Regions from separate parts of the Anas platyrhynchos genome. Here region 1 is linked to region 2. The links are chromatin contacts, called in public Hi-C maps. All regions are on one chromosome and are shown on one strand. Each heading gives the region's core, a stretch centred on a gene start, on an enhancer-like site or on the middle of the called end of the contact. The rest is flanking DNA. Distances are from core to core; before and after follow the strand shown.

Region 1 (6,940 bases), core at 4,004-6,503, 76 kb after region 2:
TTAGTGCTTTTTAGCAGGCAGGGTCAGGAAAGGGTCAGCTTGGGTTTACAGTGGAAACTCGGTGTCAGTCGCCGCTCTGGAGCGACCGCCGTTTCTCCCTGATGGGATTCGAGGCGTGTAGGATCGCGGTGGGTCAGGGAGTGCGTTCCCCTGCCTTGTGGCACAGCGTGTCTCACCGGGGGATCGGCATGGGACAGGCTGCAAGGTGAAGGTGCACATGCACAGGGTGGAGTCCTCTGCTGGAAGGTCACCCACATCTTTTTGGGAACCTGCGTGACCACTGGGAGCAAACCGGCCCCAAGGTCCGGAGCCTCGCCACCTAAGGAGACGGGGAAAACAGGTAGCGCACCCTGACGCAAGCAGTGCAAGGCTAAATGGCTGTGAATGGAACAACTTACCGGCAACATTTTCCATTTGCAGCTCCATGTTGAGGTGATTAGCCCAAATGAGCTCAAACTGCTGGAAAACTGCAAGAGCAATGGAAAATGAAAAGGTCACCGTGCGTTGCAGGGGTTAAACAGCTGGGCTGAAAAACCTGCAGTGCTCTGAATTAAAGGGAAAACTGCATTCATTCAGGAGCTCTAATACCTCTCAAAAGGAGGTCCAAGAAGCTTATAACTTTTGCTGGCCTCTGTTTCATTGCTTGGATCGGAATCGTTTATACTTCTCTTCAAGTTTGCTTTTAGCTTGATGCTTGATGAAAACTCATCGGGGAAGAGTTCATTCTACCCCATAATTATCCATATTAAGGCCTGGTTTCAATGTCCATGCCAAAACGAACAAAGAGCACAGTGCCCCCTCTTCAGCACCCCCTTCCCACCAGTCTCGTGACAAGTCATTTCCTCTGAATTTTTAAAGTAGTTTAAAAAACAAACAAACCAAGCAAACAAACAAACAACCCCCCTGAGCAGTACATGTTCTCGTGATAAGTAGTGGTTTTGCATCCATTTTCTCCTTGGAACTTTAAAATACCAAAATTACAAATTTTGACCTTGACAATTTTGTCTGGCTCCGCGACAGGGTCTGGGACTTAGCACTGGAAAGGTGAACAGAGGGAGCTGGAGTAGGCGGGTATGTCATGAGGGGTTTTTTTCTGTGCTGTGAGCTCTGGTGTGTGTCCCATGGTGGAAGCTAAGCTCACAGGTATCAGTTGATGCTGTTACTTTGAGGCTAAGAAGAGGATTAGAGTAAAGAGGCTTTCAGTAACTGAGCATAATTACGCTAGAGCCCTTCATAGTAGAAATAGAAAATTGCTGATGAGAAGCTATGAGAGGATTGGAAGGGAAATTGGATTTGGAAAGCAAATTTACACGCACACGTACTCTTGCTTAAAAATCTCTGTTACTCTCTAATTCTCCTAAAGGGAATGTGTGTTTGTGATAGTCTATTGTGCTGTCTCACACAGACGAGAAGCTTCCTTTCACCATCTCACTTTAACAGGTAATGCCTTATTTTTGGTGGAGCAGCTAGCTGAACGAGTTCCTGGTTTTATTTGCTTGATGTTTCTCTCCTTTGTTAAATTTCTCTTTCTTCCTCTTTCCCTTTAGTACAGCGTGGCTATTTTTGTCACTTATATGTGTTCTTTACCGTGAACAGATATAGGATTTAGCTTGGCTATTGCCAACAATAAAAGCAAAGAAACAACCTGCAAGCCTTCAAATAGAGCCCACTTAACCACCATCTCCCTTCACCCCTCTTCAGAGAGTACTGTTGTGGCTTTTTTTTGCCGTGTATGTGTGTGGTGGTTGTTGTACCTCCTCTGTGCCTTGTTTTTCCCCACATGATAGGCTTGTGACAAGCAGTACTGATCATTTCCAGTGGGGGATTATAAGAAGAGGAAATTCCTGTGCGGCCCCAGCTCCCCAAAGTGGGGAGAAAAAGACAGGAGCGGTACGCGCAATCCTATTAGAAACAAGTGAACCACGGTGAGCTGATTTCTCATTAGCCGTTGAATGTGCTTACAGCCCAAAATGTGGATTTCTTCCCCCTGAAAATTTAGCAGGAAAACCAAACCAAATCCAGTGACTGTGGGTTGAATTGAATCTCCAAGGGGTCTAACTGTCTCAATAGCTTGGGCTTTCCTCTGATCGCCTTGCTCTAGTCACCAATTCTGACAGCTGTAGGTACCCATAAGCTAGAGAGTCCTAAATGTGCCCTAGTTGTTTCTTCTGCCTGTGAGAGAACAAGACAGAGAGAACATCTTCCTGCAAAGAGCAGAGCAAATTCCAGCCACCTCTGTTTTTGTACAGACATAAGGACTGGTGATTTATCCTGTCAGGGTCTGGTTATTCCAACCTCCCGTGGAAGGAGCAGTTGCACGTTCTGCTGGCCACAAACTGCATTTTACTGCTTACTGTGCCTTCTGCAGGGATGGGTGAGCACCACATTTTCGTTCAGTAAGCGACCACAGCAGTTTCAAGCAGTTGAGAGTAGCCAGTTGTGTCTTCTTCACCCTTCAGAGTGTGAGGAAAGGACTTTGTGGGTGAAAGAAAAATGGATTGCTTCCCAGAGATGGTTTTCATCATCATCTATGTTTCAGAAATGTTCACCTTCTTGAAATTTTGCCCTCTTTTAATCATTCCTTCAATATATGAGTGTGTTTCATTGCTTTCCTTCGTCTTCTTTCTGAAATCTCGCCTTTGCCACAAGACTGCAGAAGTTGTGCTGAGCCCCCACCTGCCTTGCTGAGTGTTGTCCCTTGGTAATTCTTTATGCATCTGAATGCATCATGTCTCTCCAGTGTTAGATTAGAAACTCTTTGGAGTAGTGCCCAAGCATCTGGTAGCTTGGGGTACTGCTACATGTCTGGTGCTCCCAGATACTAAAATAATACAGGAAATTATTGGTAATGGTTAACTGCATGCTTACCACATGTCCTTCTTTGGAGGAACAGTGATGCAAAAATAGCATCTAATTCTGGTATGTGTAAAGAGAAGTCATCAATTTGAAATATGGCTGGTTTGTAAGTATTTGTGTGTATTCCTACCCATGGGTCCTTCTCGTATTTTTATGATTTATAAATCATAAATCAAATTCCTTTTTTGTCATGTCTCCTCCCTCCCCCAACATTTCCATACCTATTTTAATGGTGGGTCAAAGCAGTGATCTTTTTTCCTAGATGATGCAGAACCTAAAACTTCCTATGCTTTGGCTTTTTCAGCACTTGAGAAATGTCGTTTGTTGGGGTGGGGAGAAACACGTTGCCACCTACTAAGAAATGAGATGTGGAATTGTGTGACTGACGATTCTTGCAGGAAAACAGTTGGCTCTTACACTGACTGATAACGAAGCTTATCTCTGCACACTTGAGAAGCTGCAGCAGGTCCAGTGACTACTTTTGCTGTGCATTTGCATTGGTAAGAGGCTGTTCCATCACTCCACGTAAATAAAACCACCGTGACTGGCCAACACTTCTGGCGAGATGGATGTGTACACAGCTGCCTTTTGAGTCGATGCCATTCTGGTATGAGTGGGGCTGATGAATGAATGACCACGCAGAGCTCATGCCACACCAGTCTACAGTCGCTTTACCACTGTGAATCTTTATCTGGGCAGGGAGTAAGGCATCTCTGTACAAGAACAGCAGCGTGGCTAAAGTGCACTGTGTCTTATACCTGCATCCAAAACCTTCCCCAATTAGGAGAAATGAAAAAAATGTTAAAAACGTAAAATGAGGCTTCTCTGTGCATTATCTGGGGTAAACTGTGGCAAAAAAAGACTTGCCCTTGTGGGATTTTCTAGCATTTTCTAGTTTACGTTTTTTTTTAGTATATGTGCCAGACTTTGGCTGCTCTGACATGAAAGAAGAGAGAGGATCTGTTCCTCTTGCTCAGCAATTTCAGTTAGTGCAATTCGAGCTGTTTGATTTGCCATCCTAGTGGTGGTAGCTAGGACTCGCAGCTTGTAGAGCAAAATCTGAACAGAAGGGATTGATGAGCTAGGAGGCTCCAGATCTCAGGGTAAGCCAGCTCCTAGTAACACAGCTGTGATGCCCTCTCTTTCCCTGAAGACCCAGCATGGGCGTTTGCTCCATGCATGAGCAGTGTCTAGGGGCATGCTGAAGTAGGGTCCAAAGCAGAATTCCCTCACTTGCCTTTTGTTTTAGGCCATTGAGTTCCCTTCTGCTTTGTCCTCACCAGAGTTAGCAGGCTGAACCGTTACGCTTGGCACGACGTTTGCCAAAACCACCAGACAGAGTTCTTCCTCTCTGGGGATCCAGCTGTCTGGAGAGATAGTCCCTTATGCATCTAAACAGCTCTTCAGGCCCCAAATTTCAGCGCCTGACGTCCCGCCTGCCAAGCCATGATCTCATACGTGGAGTCGGGACAGTTGAATGGAAAGGTCCACGTGCTCAGGCTTGGGCGGCTTTCGGTCTCGGTACTCCATGTGCTGGGGCGTTCTCCCATCGGGAGCCACAGGTCACATTCCTCTCCAGCTCTCGCTCTAAAGCAGGGGGCTTTGGTTGCCAAATAAGTCTTTTCAGACAGGAAGGAATGTTTCGTGGAGGGGATTTACCTGTTAGTGGATTAGGCTATCCCAGAGTCAGCGGCCCTGCCAGCTCTGCAAGAACCTGCCCACTGCGGCCTATTTTGAAAGCTGTTTCTCTTGAGGCCCTTGCACCCAGGCTCTGCATGACCCTGCTGCTAGTTGGCATTTTGTTCCCGTCCCCTACGGGAAGTATCGAGTAGGTAAGCCATGAACAAAGCTGGTCTGGGCTGTTGTTTTCAAGGATATCGTTGCTTCTTTTGGATGCGAGAGAGGAGCCTGACTTGAATAAGACTTTACAGCACTCTGTTGATTTTTAAGTTGTCCCAGGACCTCTGAATGACCAACACTCAATTAACTCTGACCTTTCGTGGTTTCAAAATCTGGATCCAAATGCTGAGGTTTGACTCTCTCTGTCTAAAACCCCTGACCGCAGTTCCTATTTTTAAGCAGAGATGGAGGACCGTGATCTTCTGGAACTCATTAGTTTCCCCTCCCTGCCACTCACCCCAACTTCATCCCCAATTAACGGAGATGTCGCCGTGTTGGTGCAGTCCCGTTGCTAGTCCTGTTCATGGCTGCAGTGGTACATCAGGGCCACAGCTTGAGGTACCTGAGCTGCATTCAACCCTCATCGACTTGTGAAGCGGTTTCTAAGCCCATGCTGCCTGGTCTTGGCATTTTCTCCCTCTGCCATACCTCACCCTTTCTCTTCTGCTCATGTTTTTATTTTTCTCGAGTGATGTGGCTGACCTCCCATGGGTCGGGGGAGAGCGCAGGCGTTCCTGCAGCTCCTCGCTCAGCTCCCCGACTGCCCAAAGCACTCTTGTTTTTTCCCATGGCAGCCAGGCCACCTGCTGATGTCCAGTTCAGCCTCTCCACCAGCCGTCCGCTCGGCACAAACCCCAGGGGCTTTAGCTCTCCTCGCAAAGCGCTAACTCGATTATTAGACTTTGGCCTAAAGTAAAGGCTCTGGGAGCAGAGCATAGATCACAGCGTTAGTCCACTGAGACGTGCGCTTAGCAGCAGGGGTGTGTTTCCTTCGGGTTTCATATTTAGGTTAGAAATGCTTTCTTTTGGGGGCCAAACTGTCATTCTCAGACACTGTAGTCAGTCTTGCTATCAGCCCCATGAAGACTGCATGTCTAAAGGAAATGACAGAAATAGATGCGTTTGTTTCCAAAACAAAACCCTTTGGTCCAGAGAAAAGATACCTGCCTCTTGGGAAAGACAAGAAGGCTCCCGTCTCTCCTATTTGTCCGAGCTCAAGGTCTCTCATCCTTTGTCTTCAACTTGTTTCCCATCGCTTATCGTTTACTAGAAAAACATTCCAGCCTGTGTGCAACGCTAGACCACCAAAAAAGATGAAGAAGAGATGGATGCACTGCTGCTTCTCTATTTATAGAGAAGAGACGAACCAAAAATGATATGGGAAAATTCAAATCTTTAAATACTCTGGGAGAGATGGATGGAAAAAGGGCTGCTTTCATTGTTCACAGGGTTCGGGAGACTTTCTCACGAACTGCTTGGTGTAACCCACTGGGCAACTCACTTGTATGACATTTCTGTACACAACCCCCTCTTGTTTCTGGAGTAATTCGTCTGCTTCTTGAGGCAAGCGGAGGGGTAGCAGAAGTCGCCCCTCTCAGCAGCTGTACCTTCTTGTCTTAGCGTGCTCTTGCCTTCCTCCTTGGTACTTGCTGTGCTCCTCCTCTGGTATAACTCGTACACTGCTGTCAGCACTTCTGATCATTTCACTTGTACTTGTGTTTTTCTGCTTTTCTTTCTCCCTTAGGTCTGAGCATTTTCATTCAGTCACCAGCCCTTAAACGTTTCAAGATATTGCCTATGTCCTCTGAGAACAGTAGACTGCTCTAAAATGCCTTTTTCTCCTGTCAGATCAGTGAAATTTCTTTCTTGAGTTATTTTCCCACTGTTTGTGCTTTCCTCTGCCATTTTCAACCTAGTTCCAGAAACACCACCATCTTCTCTCATCCCCCCTCTGCTCATCGAGTTTCAGTAGCCCTCGTGGTTGGAAAACCTGTCTGCTTCCAAGGGGACGAGGAGCTGTTCTCAGGTTTGATTTTTGAAAGGGTGTTTCGTAGCGTGGCGTTAAAGCAAGAGGTGTGAGGGCAGAGGGTGATGGTGATGCTGCTTTGAAATTCAGCGAGGAAGTTAAGGCACCATACTGAGGGCAGAAACTGTGCTCTCACCAATGCAGAGAGAGGCAGGGTGGGCAGGAGCTGCCTTTTTGTTCTTGTGTGCTTTTAAATGCCCCGTCCCTGCACGTGTAGAGCAATGTCAACCTCAGCCACACTTTCTGCCATGAGCTGTGTCACGCTGCTCCTTTCACACTTGAAATCTCCCCTAGCTTTATCTGCGGAGCGTTCCCCTCAGCTCACCTCAGCTGTGACAGCCATTTCATACGGGCCCGAAGACCAGGCCAGCTTGCTGA
Region 2 (7,287 bases), core at 880-3,379:
TGCTTAATCCAGACACACGTGAGGGTTTTGGGCTCCTGAGCCCTTGTTTGAGTCCCTTTTCATCACCATCGAGTGGTGTTGCTGAAATTTGTGCTTTTCTAATGCTCTTTCCTCTCCTTTTCTCATCTAGGCAGGAAGCAATCCAGAAGAAGTGAGTACCTAGCGGAGGGAATGCCAAGAGGACGTGGGAAACAGCACGTAGAGATTGATGGGGAAAGGAAAGAGTAATGGGGTGTGTGGGGGGGAGAGAAGCAGCTGGAAGGTTTTTGCAGCTGCTTTTGAAACATGCTGGCCCAGCAAGATATCATTTCAATTCTGTGAAGGTCAGTACTGCAAAGAGATGAGATCTTGGGTGAAGGGATGATTTTACTGAAAACTTATGGATCTTTCCTTAACGTGCACGAGTACACGAAGTGCGGTTTGCCTTGCGGGCACGGGGAGGTGGGGTGGGGAACCCCGGGATTTCTCTTCCCGTCCCTTGGGTGCTCCCTGGGGATCAGATCTCACTGTCAGCCTCTTCTTGTTTTGTCCCCAGTGTCGAGCAGTCATCGAACCTGCGGGACCAGCTGAGTCACTTGCTGAAATGAAGCGAAGCTGAAGGCACGAGGACTTCTCGACTGGCACGGAGGGCAGCCAGGCATCCTGTCCCCTCCGGGGCTCAGGACTGTGTCTGGACGGTGCTGGATGCCCGCTAGGATACGTGCAGAGCACACATTTCTGAGCGTGTGGGCCCCTCTCACACGATCCCATCCACGTCTCTGTCTCCAGAACGCTCTCCTGCTTCCCCACGTGTGACTGAAACCATCTTAGCAGAAAGTTCCCTTCCCCCAACGATCCCTGTGTTCGCTTACTTCCCGTGTTTCACGTGAGATGTTCGGCTGTCCAATGTTTCTCACAGCCGGAGCGGGACAATTTTATTTCCCATCTAAGCTCTGCTCAGCATCCGTCTCCTGAAGGGTGATGGAATAATGCTGCTGGTGCCTGCCAACAACCAGCAATCACACAGCCAGTTTTCATACAAAACAGCTCCTCCCCTCCCAATAAATGTACAAACTAGAGATGTGGGTTTTAAATACAGGTGCCTGAAGTTTGACACGGGTCCTTATTTAGGCACAGATGGTCGCTGCAATTTATTTAGGGCATGTTAATCAGTGGGAGCTGTGAGTGGCTGGGTGGGTGAGGTGCTTCAGAGTGGGCTGAGGTGCCCGTCCAAGACCAGAATTTTGGGAAGCGTGATTCTGCACAGACACCTCTGTCCCTGCTCCAGCTGGACATGCCTTGGCGAGCATCCCGCTCTGAGGTTATCTTATTTTCCACTAAGCCAGAGCTTGGAACGCCATCCCTTTGCCAACCCATCTGTACTGCCTTCGGCCTTCAACCACATTCCTGCGCTGGGTTGCTGCTCCAGCTTTTGATTAAGCAGCCTTGGAAGTGCTGGGTGGCTGTATCTGGTTGGGAAGGTGTCCAGAGACACAGCTGGGAAGCAGGCAGGGAGATGCAAAAGAAAATCAGGAGCCGGTGTAGTCAGCTCTGCACGGCTCTGTGGCGATGACTTGGTGACTGGGCTCCCGTTTGCTTCCTGGGCAGTGAGGTGGGGTCCGGGCTGTAAATATTGTGTCTTGTTTTTCATCAGTCATGTACCCAGAGCACTTGGAGCACGCTGGAAGCACTTGCTTGTATGCATAAAGAGCTGAAATGATTTGCTTTGTTATTAAGGCTTGGGTTTCAGCTTCTAAGTCTAATCTTTTCACCTCCTGTGCCTGCTTACCTTGATAGCAGGGGCTGTGATGCCTAAAGGATGGGGCACTGGGGTCCGTTTGTGCCCTGGGGGGGGTTCCTAATCCGTGGCCTCACAGCTGTGTTTGGGGAGAGAAGGTTTTCCCCCAGCTTTTGGAGAAGCAGGCAGCTTTTTCCCCTGCGAGCTCCGGTCCTCTGCAGGGGCTGGGGCATCCCACTGGGGTTTCCCTGCATTTGGGGCGAGCAGAAAGTGGGGCGGGGGATGGGACACAGCAGGGTGGGGGTACCCAAAGGCTGAGGCTGTGGGTGTGAGGTGACACCGTGGGTGCCGGTAGCGAGCGTGGCTGCGTACCCAGGTTTTTTACCCAAATCTCAGGCCTGGCAGGAGCTGGTGTCGGGCGGAAGCCAGGCCTGGGGCGGCGCAGGGCGCCGGGGCGGAGCGTGGCCGAGCCGCAGCCGGAGGCAGTAAGGCACCCAGGCACCCCGGGGCTCCGGCTCTAGGGTGCCAGGGCCCTGTGGGGGGACCCCATGGGACCCCGCAGGGGGTTGGGATTCACCCTATAGGGACGTCCTTGGGGGTAGTCCCTCCAGGGCAGGCAGGGTCAGGGTGTTTTGGTGGGGGGGATGTTGGCACGGGGTGCTTTTCCCATTAGGATTTGGGTTGGGGTCTCCTCGGGGGTTGCTAGAGGGACTAAAAGCGTTCCTGTATTTTGGGGAGGGGGGTGAGGGCCTTGGGGAAGGGTTTGGCGTGGTGCCCGTGGTGGTGGCGTCGGCACCAACCCTGTGCCCCCGTTGCTGCAGTGGCCGCGCCGTGCGGGGAGCAGATCCCCCACAAACAGATCCCCCGCGAACAGATCCCCCAGGACCAGATCCACCGCGAGGTGCAGGTGAGGGGGGCGAGCGGGGCGGCCGGGGAGGGAGCGCCGAGCCCAGGCAGTGCCAGGACACCTGCCAGTCAGGGGACAAAGCTCATTTGGGGACCGGAGTGAGGGTGCTAAGGGCATTTGGCTGCTGCCAGCGGGGTTTCGGAGCAGGCGCTTTGCTCGTTTCCATGTGGGGATGAGGAGGGAGCAGGGCGAGCTTGTGTTTCTCTGCATGCACCCCCGTCAGTCAGGGAAACAGCATCCGTGGCCTGAAAAATTATTACAAACAGCAATTAAATCCCCTCCTGTGCAAAGATGTGTGTGTATACAAGCAGGTGAAGCCAAGCAGGGTGGGTATTTAACCTGATTTTTAGCTGGGTGCGGTGCCAGAGGGCTCTGGGGGGCACATATAAGCTGAGCATGGGCGTGATCCCGTGTTTTGTGACCCCACGGAGTCACCGTGGCCCAGCTCGCTGCAGTGGGGTGCCCCGTGTCCTTCGCACCTCAGGATTACTACGGCAAAGAGCTGCAGAAGTCGGAGGACCTGAAAACCAACGCTTGCGTCACCTCGGCCAGGCCGGTCCCCAAGGCCATCAGAGATGCTCTGGAGCGCGTCCACGAGGAGGTGGTGGCCAGGTGAGCTCCGGGCGAGTTCCTCCTGCTGCCACCTCCCCGTGGGCTGCAGCCCCCGGGGGGCAGGAGCCAGGGTGGTAACCCCCCCCCCCCCCAGGTACTACGGCTGTGGTTTGGTTGTCCCCGAGTGCCTGGCAGCGTGCCGGGTCCTGGACCTGGGCAGCGGCAGCGGCAGGGACTGCTACCTGCTGAGCCAGCTGGTCGGGGAGCGGGGCCACGTCACCGGCATTGACATGACCCAGGGCCAGGTAGGGTGTGGGGACAACCCCTGGGCTTGCTTTGTCCCCTCTCCGTGTCCCCCCCCCCCCATGTTCGTTCCCTTCCTCCTCCCAGGTGGAGGTGGCGAGGAAGCACATCGCGTATCACATGGAGAAGTTTGGCTACCGAAAGCCCAACGTGGACTTCCTCCAGGGCTACATGGAGAAGCTGGGTGATGCCGGGCTGGCTGATGAGAGCTACGATATTGTCATGTAGGTACCCTGCAGGGGGCTGCACCCACATCCCACCAGGTTTCTTGCTTCAGCCACGTGTGAGGAAAGGGAAAAACCCAAGGAGGATTTGGGCTGGGACCTGGGAATGTGGGGACTGCCCTTTTTGTGGTTGAACCCTGCACTAAGTTCAGGCTGTGCAGCAGCAGACGGTGCTGAGTGTAGGAGGTGATGGTGCAAACGAGCCTTGGTCTTCTCCTCTCCAGCTCCAACTGCGTGATCAACCTCGCCCCTGACAAGAGGGCCGTGCTGCGGGAGGCCTATCGCGTGCTGAAGGTGGGGAGCGGAGCGGGGTTGGGGCCACTTTGGGGGCCGTTGCTCCATTTCCCAGCCCATTTTGCCCCACTGCCTTCCAGCCCGGCGGAGAGATGTACTTCAGCGACGTCTACGCCAGCCAGCGCCTGAGCGAGGCCGTGAGGAAGCACAGGGTGCTGTGGGGTGTGTAGGGCTCCTGGATATAGGGTGACACGGGACGGGGAGCACCTTGTTGCCTTGTGTCACCCGTGTGTGTGCTGTCGTGCCAGGGGAGTGCCTGGCGGGAGCCCTGTTTTGGGGAGACCTCTACAGCATCGCCGAGGAGGTGGGCTTCAGCCCCCCGCGCCTGGTCACCGCCAGCCCCATCACCATCGGGGACAAGGAGCTGGAGGGTGTTGTCGGTGAGGGTCCTGACGGGGAGCAGTGGCTCCGTTTGGCCCCGGGGAGAGGTGCTGGGACCCTGTGCTCAGCACCTGGCCCGCTGGGCTCTCTTTTTTTTTAGGGGACTGCCGCTTCGTCTCCGCCACATTTCGGCTCTTCAAGGTGCCGGGGAGCAGCCGTGCCGGGCCGGGCCAGGTCATCTACAATGGTGGGATCGTGGGGCACGAGCGAGAGCTGGTGTTTGATGCCAACTTCACCTTCAAGGTACGGGGAGGTGCGTTTTGGGCTTCTGGGGATGGCGAGCAGACCCGGCCTGAAGGGCTGGGGATGGGGCAGCACTGATGCAGTGTGGTTTAGGGGATGAGGTGGTGGATGGGAGCAATATAAGCCAGAAGAGCTGCAAATAGGGCAGGGAGAGGGAACCAGAGCTGTGCATTGTGGAGATGGGAGCAGAACATCCCTGGCGGCTTCACCAGGTGGTTTGGAGCCCGCTGCTTGCTCCCTGTGGGTGTTCCTCCAGGCTTTGGGCCGGGCTGAGCCCTGCTTTCAGTCCCCACATATCCGACCGGGCGGCTGGGGGACCCTGGTCCGTGTGTCCCAGCCCCGTGCCTGTCACCGTGTCCCCAGGAAGGAGAGGCGGTGGATGTGGATGCCGAGACGGCCGCGGTGCTGCGCAGCTCCAGGTTTGCGGAGGAATTCCTCATCCGAGCCGCCGGGGCCGATGCTGCCGCACCCCAGGGCTGCTGTGGCAGGAGGGTGAAGGTTGGTAGCAGCAGCCCTGTGCTGGATTTGGGGCTGGGGACGCTGCTGTCCCTTGCTAGAGGTCCCTTTGCCCCTGTACGTGCCCAGTTGGGGTGCTGGGGCTGGTGGCTGGGCAGCCCTGGGGTCTGTATGGGGACAGCTCCTCCCTGCTTTGGGGCGCAGCGACCACCCCAGCTGCTCCTCGCTGCTGCTGTGAGCTCTGGGCCCTGACCCCACAGCCCGAAACACTTTTATCTCTCTGCTGGCAGCCTCCCTCCTCATCCTCACGGCCATCCTTCCACACGGGCCAGCAGGGGTCATCAGTAGGCCGGGGAGATAAAGCCCTGCAGCTGCGCGTCCCTGGAGCACAGCCTTGCGCTGGGGCTTTTGGGTCCCTGTCCAAGCAGAAGGCATTTCTTAGATAAAAAAGCAGAGTGAAACCCCCCCCAGAAGCTCTCAGCACCCTCCTTAGGGCAGGGGAAAGCCACCAGGCTGATCCGCCATGGCGGCAGGGAGCGAGTGGTGGGGAAACGCTGCTTCCATGGGGGGCCTCGTGTTTCCCTGCGGCCTGATCCTAAATCGGCTTCTCCTCTGCCCTACAGGAGAAGATCTGCGACCCCTTCCAGCTGCTGGAGAAGCTGGCGGCCCCGGCTCCTGCCTGCGGTCCCGCTGCCACCTGCGGGCCCCGGGGCTGCTGCTGAGCGATGTCCCCATCCCGCTGGGTGCCAGCGGGGCAGGGGGCTGCGGCCTGTGTGGTGTGGGGTTATCACCAGAGGAAAAAATAGAAATAAAAGGCCGAGACGAAACCCTGTGGGGTTGGAGACTGCGGGGTGCTGTGCTTTTAGGGCTCGGTATGAGCACGGTGGGGACGGGGAGCACCCTGGGGGTCCCCTCGCTCCCTGTGGGACACACGGACAGGGATGGGAGCTGTGGGGCCCCTCATATGGGATTTCTCAGCACCCTGCAGCGTGTACCCCATGCACCAGTCCAGCTCTGCTCCGAGCCCCCCGAAACCCCCTGCACGCACACCCCATCCCGTAGCTTTTCCCGAAACCATCCCTCATGCCCAGGGCAGCCCCACAGCCTGTCCCCGGGGTTGGGATTTCTTCCCCCTTTCCCCGTGCAGCGCTGCTGAGGTTTATTTTTCCCCCGGACTCCATCTAGTGGGAAGCCCTGCGTGCTGTGCAGGCCTTGCACCTGCAGGGTTTTGCAGGGAAATGCGGCGGTTTTGGAAATCCCACACTGTGGCTGCAGGGTCCCACACCCCACACGTGTCCCACGTCCCACCCGCCCCAACACCATGTCCCCGTCCTGGATGAGCTGGGAAATGAGGGAACATTTCCATCCCTCCTCCTGCCCTGATCCTCCAGGAGGGACCAAAATCCCCTCCCTGCCAGCTGAACATCATCTTGTCCCCATCAGGCCGTGTGTGTGCAAGGAGAGGGAGATCCTTGGGGTTTTTACAAGTTTAGAGGCCTGTAAGGGCAGTTCCCAGTCACAGAAGGGATTTCCTGAGTGCCCCGCACTGCTCGCCCTGATCTCTGCCAGGAGCGAAATAGGGGAGCGATGAATCCCCGGTTTGGGGATTGAACCCATAAATAATGCCCATAAGTATGGCTTCCTGGAAAGTCACCTCGCCAGCCTGCCGTTTGGGTTCAGATGGGACCAGGAACCTGCAGGATGCAGTGCACGGGAACTTGCAAGTGGCTGGGTTTAGGGACACAGAGGGGTGTGCTTGGAGAACTGTAACTCCTCGTGTGTGTGCTATTTTATTATTTTGTTTATTTTTTAAAAAATATTATTTTGTTTCTTTTCCTTTTTATTTTATTTTATTTTATTTTATTTTATTTTATTTTATTTTATTTTATTTTATTTTATTTTATTTTATATTTTATTTTATTTTATTTTATTTTATTTTTTTACATTTTGTATTTATTTTTTTTCTTTCATTTTATTTGTTTTTGACTTTTTTGACTAGAAAAAACATACGTTGTTTGTGTTTTATTTTATTATTTTGTTTCTTTTAAAATTATTTTTGGTTTTACTTTATTACTTTATATCTATTTACTACTTTATTTTAATACTATATTATTTTCATTTCATTTATTTTTGTCTTTTTGGACTAGAAAAACCACTCAACATTGTTTGTGTTTTATTATTTTGTTTCTTTTTATTTGGAATTATTTTTT

The links. Hi-C and Micro-C count contacts between places; a contact is called where the count stands out from the background.
Region 1: a Hi-C map of liver shows a contact between it and region 2, with 4 times the contacts expected there. The contact joins the enhancer-like site here to the promoter of AS3MT in region 2. A contact is called at or near these places in 3 of 8 Hi-C or Micro-C datasets (F1 follicle, liver and skeletal muscle).

What each region holds. Positions count from the first base shown.
Region 1 is chr6:28,090,993-28,097,932 of IASCAAS_PekinDuck_T2T, forward strand. The region is part of intron 1 of CNNM2 (cyclin and CBS domain divalent metal cation transport mediator 2); the gene reads left to right. Among named protein-coding and RNA genes, the nearest start is that of CNNM2, 69 kb to the left of the region's middle. Within about 2 kb of position 5,254, at least 1 of the 8 cell types and tissues checked has an H3K27ac peak or open chromatin away from gene starts, as enhancers often do.
Region 2 is chr6:28,017,622-28,024,908 of IASCAAS_PekinDuck_T2T, forward strand. It overlaps AS3MT (arsenite methyltransferase), which reads left to right and starts at 2,130. Exons shown (of 11, transcript XM_027459855.3): 1 at 2,130-2,202; 2 at 2,539-2,624; 3 at 3,109-3,236; 4 at 3,331-3,481; 5 at 3,567-3,703; 6 at 3,928-3,997; 7 at 4,078-4,159; 8 at 4,246-4,377; 9 at 4,479-4,621; 10 at 4,985-5,119; 11 at 5,701-5,921. The coding sequence starts at 2,202. The coding sequence ends at 5,799. BORCS7 (BLOC-1 related complex subunit 7) reads left to right here. Exons shown (of 6, transcript XM_027459857.3): 5 at 131-151; 6 at 536-1,058. The coding sequence ends at 587.